Regions from separate parts of the Mus musculus genome. Here region 2 is linked to region 1. Evidence: chromatin contacts called from public HiChIP or PLAC-seq data. All regions are on one chromosome and are shown on one strand. Each heading gives the region's core, a stretch centred on a gene start, on an enhancer-like site or on the middle of the called end of the contact. The rest is flanking DNA. Distances are from core to core; before and after follow the strand shown.

Evidence for each region. HiChIP or PLAC-seq counts read pairs in DNA pulled down with a chosen protein or histone mark.
Region 2: a contact with region 1 is called in an H3K27ac HiChIP or PLAC-seq map of embryonic stem cells, with 6 read pairs. The contact joins the enhancer-like site here to the promoter of Ccdc177 in region 1. A contact is called at or near these places in 1 of 39 promoter capture datasets (macrophages), 1 of 15 datasets of contacts at CTCF or cohesin (the NIH/3T3 cell line), 3 of 484 Hi-C or Micro-C datasets (CD8 central memory T cells, liver and natural killer cells), 10 of 115 datasets of contacts at active chromatin or transcription factors (the HPC-7 cell line, bone marrow-derived macrophages, embryonic fibroblasts and 4 more) and 4 of 9 other capture datasets (adipose tissue, bone marrow-derived macrophages, embryonic stem cells and 1 more).

The regions. Positions count from the first base shown.
Region 1 is chr12:80,758,962-80,762,078 of GRCm38.p6, reverse strand. Ccdc177 (coiled-coil domain containing 177) reads left to right here and starts at 1,364. Exons shown (of 2, transcript NM_001008423.2): 1 at 1,364-1,682; 2 at 2,553-3,117. The coding sequence starts at 2,581.
Region 2 is chr12:80,837,776-80,841,258 of GRCm38.p6, reverse strand. The region is part of intron 2 of Susd6 (sushi domain containing 6); the gene reads right to left. Among named protein-coding and RNA genes, the nearest start is that of Susd6, 49 kb to the right of the region's middle. Within about 2 kb of position 2,053, at least 28 of the 459 cell types and tissues checked have an H3K27ac peak or open chromatin away from gene starts, as enhancers often do. A contact at or near this core is called in bone marrow-derived macrophages, embryonic stem cells and macrophages, where this site is marked.

The sequences.
Region 1 (3,117 bases), core at 115-2,614:
CTAGCCATCACAGGGACCTTACATAGATGGTGACATCCTCGATCTAGTTCCAGTCCAGACCTCTAGTATGACTTAACCAGCCACCTGTTGGATGGTCCTACTCTAATGACGGAGAGGGGCAACTGCCCATAACTGGCATTCCATACCAGCTAATCTTCCCTCCTGGATCCACGCTTTCCGTGTCTGTCTGTCTGTCTGTCTGTCTGTCTGTCTGTCTCAGCATCCCACTGCTCCAGGCAGCCATCCTTGATCCCTCACTTCACACACTAGAGCCAAGCTTTGAGTGTGGTTCCTTCCACTGTATTTACAAACCCCCACCTTCCTCCTTTCCTACCACCGCTCCCTTTCTGGTTCCAACATTCCCTGTGCTGGGTACCTGCAGTGCCTCCCCAACTGCTTCCTTAGTCTCTTGGGCCTTGCCCTGTTGTTGCTAGAGTTATGTTCCTAAAAAGTCTATCTGCGGCATTATTTCCTTGTTCAAAACCTTCCCTTTCCAAAACAAAACAAAACAAAACAAAACAAAACAAAACAAAAACTTTACTTTCCCCTCATGGTTTCCTTTGTTTGCTTGTTTAGTTTCTCTGTGTAGCCCTGGCTGTCCTGGAACTCTGTAGCTCAGGCTGGTCTTGAACTCACAGAGCTCCACCTGCCTCTGCCTCCTGAGTGCTGGGATCAAAGGCGGGCATCACCACCAACCAGCCCTTCGGATTCTTTAGCATCATAGTTCACCACACTCTCTAATGCTACACCTCCCCCCCCCCCCCATTCCTTGGAGGATTCTAATCTGGGATGTCTTTGGCCACTACCACTCACGATGGAAGGGTAGGATGAGGTGTCATCAAAAAGCACTCATTACATGGCATCGATCAGGATCAGTCTCATCGTATGAAACTAGCGACTCGGAAGCAGCATCCGCTGGTCACTTGTGTTCTGCCGCCTGAACCCGTGTGTTTTTGTCGACTGTTTTTAGTTATTTAGGTGAGCAAACAAGGTAATGGCAATTTCATAATGTGGCATCATTCTTTGTTCTCATTCGTTCTCCCATCTTAGCTTTCCTTAAATAAATAAAAATCACTATTTGGACCAGGTGCCCTCTTTCTACCCAATTACTTGCTGACTTGTTGGTCTGCTTAAGATCCCTTTGAGAAATATACTGATTCCTTCATTGTACCCGCCTAAGGTGCCCAAAGACTAGATTTCTGGTGATAACTGCTATGTCCACATCTCTCTGTATTACGTATGTATGCATGCATTCATTTATATGCATACATGTGTAGTTACTGTATTTTTAATTGCTTTGTCGTCCTCTAAGCAAAGAAATGAATACCCTTAAGTGGCCACCAGGAGGCGCCAGGAGCAGCGAGAGACCTGCGGTACCTTGGCGGTAGAGGTGGAGATGGATGCAGAGGCGAGGGAAGAACCCAGCTTCCTTTTTTAAGAATCAGTTGTGAGCAAGGGAGCAGAGCTACGTTATTTTAGGGAGACTTTGTCGCACTCCCCCTCCCCCGGGTAGGTAGCGTCTGGGATGTGTGCTCCCAGTTCGTAGTCTCCCATGGAGAGACGCTGGCTGCTGCAGCCGGCAGTAACCCGACCCCGCCGGCGCAGGGACTGAAGAGGCGCCGGGGAGAGCAGCGAGAGGCGAACAAAAGCCCTCGGCAAGGGGGCCGGAGCCCGGACCTGGGGTAAGTGAACCCGCTCGGAGACCTAGCAGCTCCCAGAATGGAGCGGCAGGGTTTACGGCGCTCTAAGAGCCCACTCCCCTGAGATGCGGTGCGGAAACTGGTGAGCATCAGCGGCTGATGTCTGAGTCCACCATACTGGGGTTGATGGTACCTTTAACTACACATTCGGCCTTGGAGATCGGGTGCATCTGGGAGGATTCAGGTGCCTTGTGCATCTTGAGCAAACACCGGGTGGGGGCTGGAGGAAGAGGAAGGCAGAGAGCTCCCAGCAAGCCCCGCTGGAGAGGCTGGAGAAAGAATCCATCACTCCACTCGGAGAAGCCTTTGGAGACTCTTTTCAGCCCTTCCATCTCCCGGGGGCCCTGCGCTCCGGGTCCTTTTGGTAGAGAGAAATCAACCATAAACTTCTTCCTAGGCAACTGGGGCCCTCGCAGCAATGCACTTTGGCATGCACAGGCCCCTTCCCCTTTTGTGTTCTTGCAAAGCTGCATCCCAGCAGCCCGCCTAAGCTACAAACAAATAGCTAATCCTCCGGGGAATCCTCCAGCGCCTCCCTCGCTGGCTGCAGCCTTCCTTGCACTTCAATCTTTGCAGGAAGGGGATGCAGCTAGTGGGCCTCACGCCAATGTGGTCTCCTGAAAGGCCCTGCATTCTAGGTCTGAGGGAGACTGAGGCTGCTGTCTAAGGCCCAGCGTCCCCCCACCGCAACTGCCCAGCCTGAGTTTTTGGGGCATCAGTTTTAGGATTTACGTTCCATCAGGCCCCTGAGCCTAATCTGAAATCGGATTAAGTTGGGAGGGGTAAATATGGCTGAGGAGGGAGGAACAGCTCACAGATCCTCTATGTCCCCCCGCCCCTCTGTCATCTCAGGGACTCCAACAAAGAACGAGGTTCAGCTATGGTGGACCCGGTGCCAGAAGAGGAGAAAGAGGGAGCGGAGCCCGGTGGCTCTGAAGGGGATGAGGCCACAGCGTCCGAGCCCCCCGATGCCCAGGGAGCCCAGCAGCCGGCTGCCTCCTCGGCCTCCGCCTCCGCGGCGGCGCCCCGTAAGGCTGAAGTCCCCTGCGGGGCAGAAGGTGGACGTCGGGAGCAGTCTCCGTTGCTGCACCTCGATCTCTTCAATTTCGCCTGCCCCGAGGCAGAGGGCAGCCGCTACGTCCTGACCAGCCCCCGCTCTCTGGAGGCCTGCGCCCGATGCGCGGTCAAGCCCGTGGAGCTGCTGCCTCGGGCCCTGGCCGACCTGGTGCGCGAGGCCCCGGGCCGCTCCATGCGCGTGGCCACCGGCCTGTACGAGGCCTACGAGGCGGAGCGCCTGGCCAAACTGCAGCAGTGCCGCGCCGAGCGCGAGCGCATCATGCGCGAGGAGAAGCGGCGCCTGTTCACACCGAAGGGTCCGGCGGCAGCCCCGGCCTCGGCCTCAGCCTCAGCCTCAGCC
Region 2 (3,483 bases), core at 804-3,303, 78 kb before region 1:
ACCAAAGTGAAGGTGATCAAACATTCACCGTCCACAGTAATGGGTGTACCAGTTTAGGGAATCCAGTATCTTTGATTCCAGCTGGGGTTTTGTTTTGTTTTTCTGAATATTAGTTTTAACAGAAGTGAAATGGAGTGCTGAGGAGGTAAAGTCATTGGTATACAATCAGAGTCTGAGTTCAGATTGCAGTACCCAATCAAAAACTCAGATGTGGTAATGTGCCTATAAACCCATTGCTGAGGAAACAGAAACAGGTAAATCCCTGGACTTCACTGGCCAGCCAGTCTAGTTGATTTATGAAATTCCAGCTTCAATGAAAGACCCCATCTCAAAAAAGACAAGTCAATAACAATAAAAGAAGACACTCAGAGTTACCCAACCGTCTGGCCTCCACAAGCATATGTGCACACAAACACATGCACCATTCTACACCCCAAAGCAACCTGACAAGCTCTGACAAAGGACACACAGCAGATGTTACACTACTTTCTATCCTTCCAAGGTCCCCACCACCTGGCTGTGGTCTGCCACCCTAAGGTTCCATACTGTAACAGTGATGACATCTGCAACATTTAATCTGTCACCACCCTACCTGGTGTGTATAGTACCATTCCAATATTATAGACTCAACCACTGGGGACAGAGTTTGAAAATCTAGCTCAAAATAACACTCCATGTTCATGACTGAACTATGATTTATTTATACAAGCCAGCCTGACTGAAAAGGCATGTTAAACCTCCCTATGCCTTCCTGCCTTTTCTGCCTACTAACTCCTGTTTGCCTCCAGGTCTCTCCCCCAAAAAAAGTCTCACACTGACTATCCCAATCTTTTCAGAAGACCTTTTTATGTGTATTCCAGTGTAGGGCTTGAGTCCTTCACCAGAGCAGATGTCACATGGAACTACCATAGTTCAGAGTAGTGCCAAAGCCTAGCCATGTACTCGTTACATTCTTGTAATCAGAGTGCTATACCACAGCCCCACCTGAATCTCAGGGCAGGTACTGTTCCTGGTACCATTGATGATCTCATACGCTGCCAAGTGACAGCTTCCATCACAAACCAGCTCAGTATCTGGCTCCCAGAAAGCCCTCCATGCCATTACTCTTGCTGCATCCCTTCCTGCTTACCTTCTGTCAACACAAACTTGCTAAATAATGGACTTGATGCTGATTATGAAAATACTAAACCCAACTGTTTCACAGCAAAAACCCTGGAAAGTCTGGGTCTCTACTAGTCATTTGTTGCCATGACAGAATATCTAACAAAGGCAACATAAAGAAACGATTTCTTTGGGTTCACACACTGAGGGAAGAGTCCACTGTGGCTGTTGGCAAGAATGTGAAGCTGCTTATACTGCATCTAGGCAGTTGCAGAAACAGTCACATCAGGCAGCTAGTCAGAAGCAGAGAGCCGTGAGCCATGCTGCTCAGTTAGTTTCCTTTCTCCTTTTTTTTTTTTTTTTTCAGTTTGGGGAACCTCAGCCTTACAAAATGGTGCTACTCTCATTTAGGTCAAGTCTTCCCACCTCAACTAACCCAATGTAGAAAACCCCTCATAAATACATCCAGGTAATTCCATGGTGATTCTAAATCCTACCAAGTAACTAATCATCACATGGTCATTAGAGTTTGGAGCACGTTTTTTAGGATTTTAATACAATGCATTATAATCTTCAAAACAAAGAGTTCCAGTTTTCCAAGGCCACAATCTGGATGACTTTTTCAAATCAAAGACAGCCAGGCAATAGACTTCTATTCCTGGGGAAAATGCTGACATTCCCCTAAGGAAAAGGACCAGGACTAAAGACTCTTGTTAATTCCACTTATGTACATACAACAAAGCCTATTTTCCTTCCTTAAAAATTAATAGATTGTTTTTCTACTGTTGAGATAAATACCATGAACATAAACAATGCATGGAAGAGTTATGCATGGAAGAGCTTATGGTTCCAGAGGGAAGGTACTAAGTAGCAGGCATGGCAGAAGGAGTAGGAAGCTGAGAGATCACATGGTTTATCACAAGCACATAGCAGAGAAAAGGCAAACTGGAAGAATGGTGAGGAAGAACTCTCATAGCATGTACCACCGCAGTAATGTACTTCCTCTAGCAAGACTGCACCACTTAAACCTCCTTTAACCAAGTAGGAACTAAGTGTTCAAATACCCAAGTCTATGTGTAACATTCCTCATTCAAACCCATAACTGGTAAGGGTCGGATGGATCCTCTAAAGAGGTGACTGAACTGGATCTTGCATGATAAAGGGAAGTGTGGGAGGGTGAGAAAGCAGGTGGGATTCTAGCCACAGGAAGAATAAAATGAGAATAGGCTTGAAGATGCTAATCTTCAAGCAAAAAGGAATAAAGATGGCCTTTAGCCTTGACCTTTAGGGACAAAGGCTAGGTGGCCAGAAGAAGAGGAGGCTATGGATAAAGTATAAAGTCAAACCCATTCAAACAACACTACTCCAGCCTAAGGGAGAGTTTAGAAATGCCATGGTTTTCATTTACATTCTTCTACTGATCTCTCCCCTCCACTCTAGTCTTCCTTCTCCCTGTTCATTTTCCTTTTTCTCCTCTCTCCTCCCCTCCTTCCCTTTACTCCAAATCTAAAGGGTCCCACTTTGGGCCACCAGATCCCTGCCCAGGCTGGAAATCAGCCCATTCTACAATGGATTCTGGGATCTGACTAGGTCCTCTCTTTTCCTCTCCACCCACATTCCTGCAGTCTGAAAATACTTTCATATGCTTCTTAACTTCCTCACCATAAAGATGGGGACAAAGATCTCACCAGAAACTATAAATCAGCAGGGAGGTCCCCATGCTGCTACTACTTATGGGCCTTAGAATTAGTTCTGTCAGTCCTCCTACAGAGGACAACCCACAATGAAGTACCACCCAAATGGACTTTCCCCAGGACACCCTTAGGGTTATTATTGGCCTAGGTAAGCAAAGGAACAACATATAATTTTGTCCCTGCCTTCAATGAGATTAAGGGCAAATGCATATACAACCAAAAGAAAAAAGAACTAAAGACTGAGAAACTTAAGTATAAACAACCTCAAAAAGCCAGAAAGCTCAGAAAAAAAGTCTCCTTTTAAGGATACAAAGCAGAGATCTACACTGCCTAAGAAAGTCTCTAGCTAACTTCTCAGTCCAGGAATTGGCAAGTTTGAGTAACTGTGCATAGCTGTCAATAAGTCTAAGTATATATACTTACTCAAAACATTACTACTGTAACCCAGCAGTAATGTGAACAACTTTAAAGGGAAGAGAGGCTTTTTCCCTATGACCCTAAATCTCTCTGCACCTATCCCCAAGCTTAGGAAATGTGGACAGGCTGCCATCAGAACCACTCAAAGTCGTCTGCAGGCAATAATCTCAGCTACAGTCTTGTGCTCTCAGCCATTCCTAAGTCAACAAGGCTGAACTGTCAGAACTCAAGCCAGTGACAACATATGTCCCACCCGCTCTGGAGGAGACGT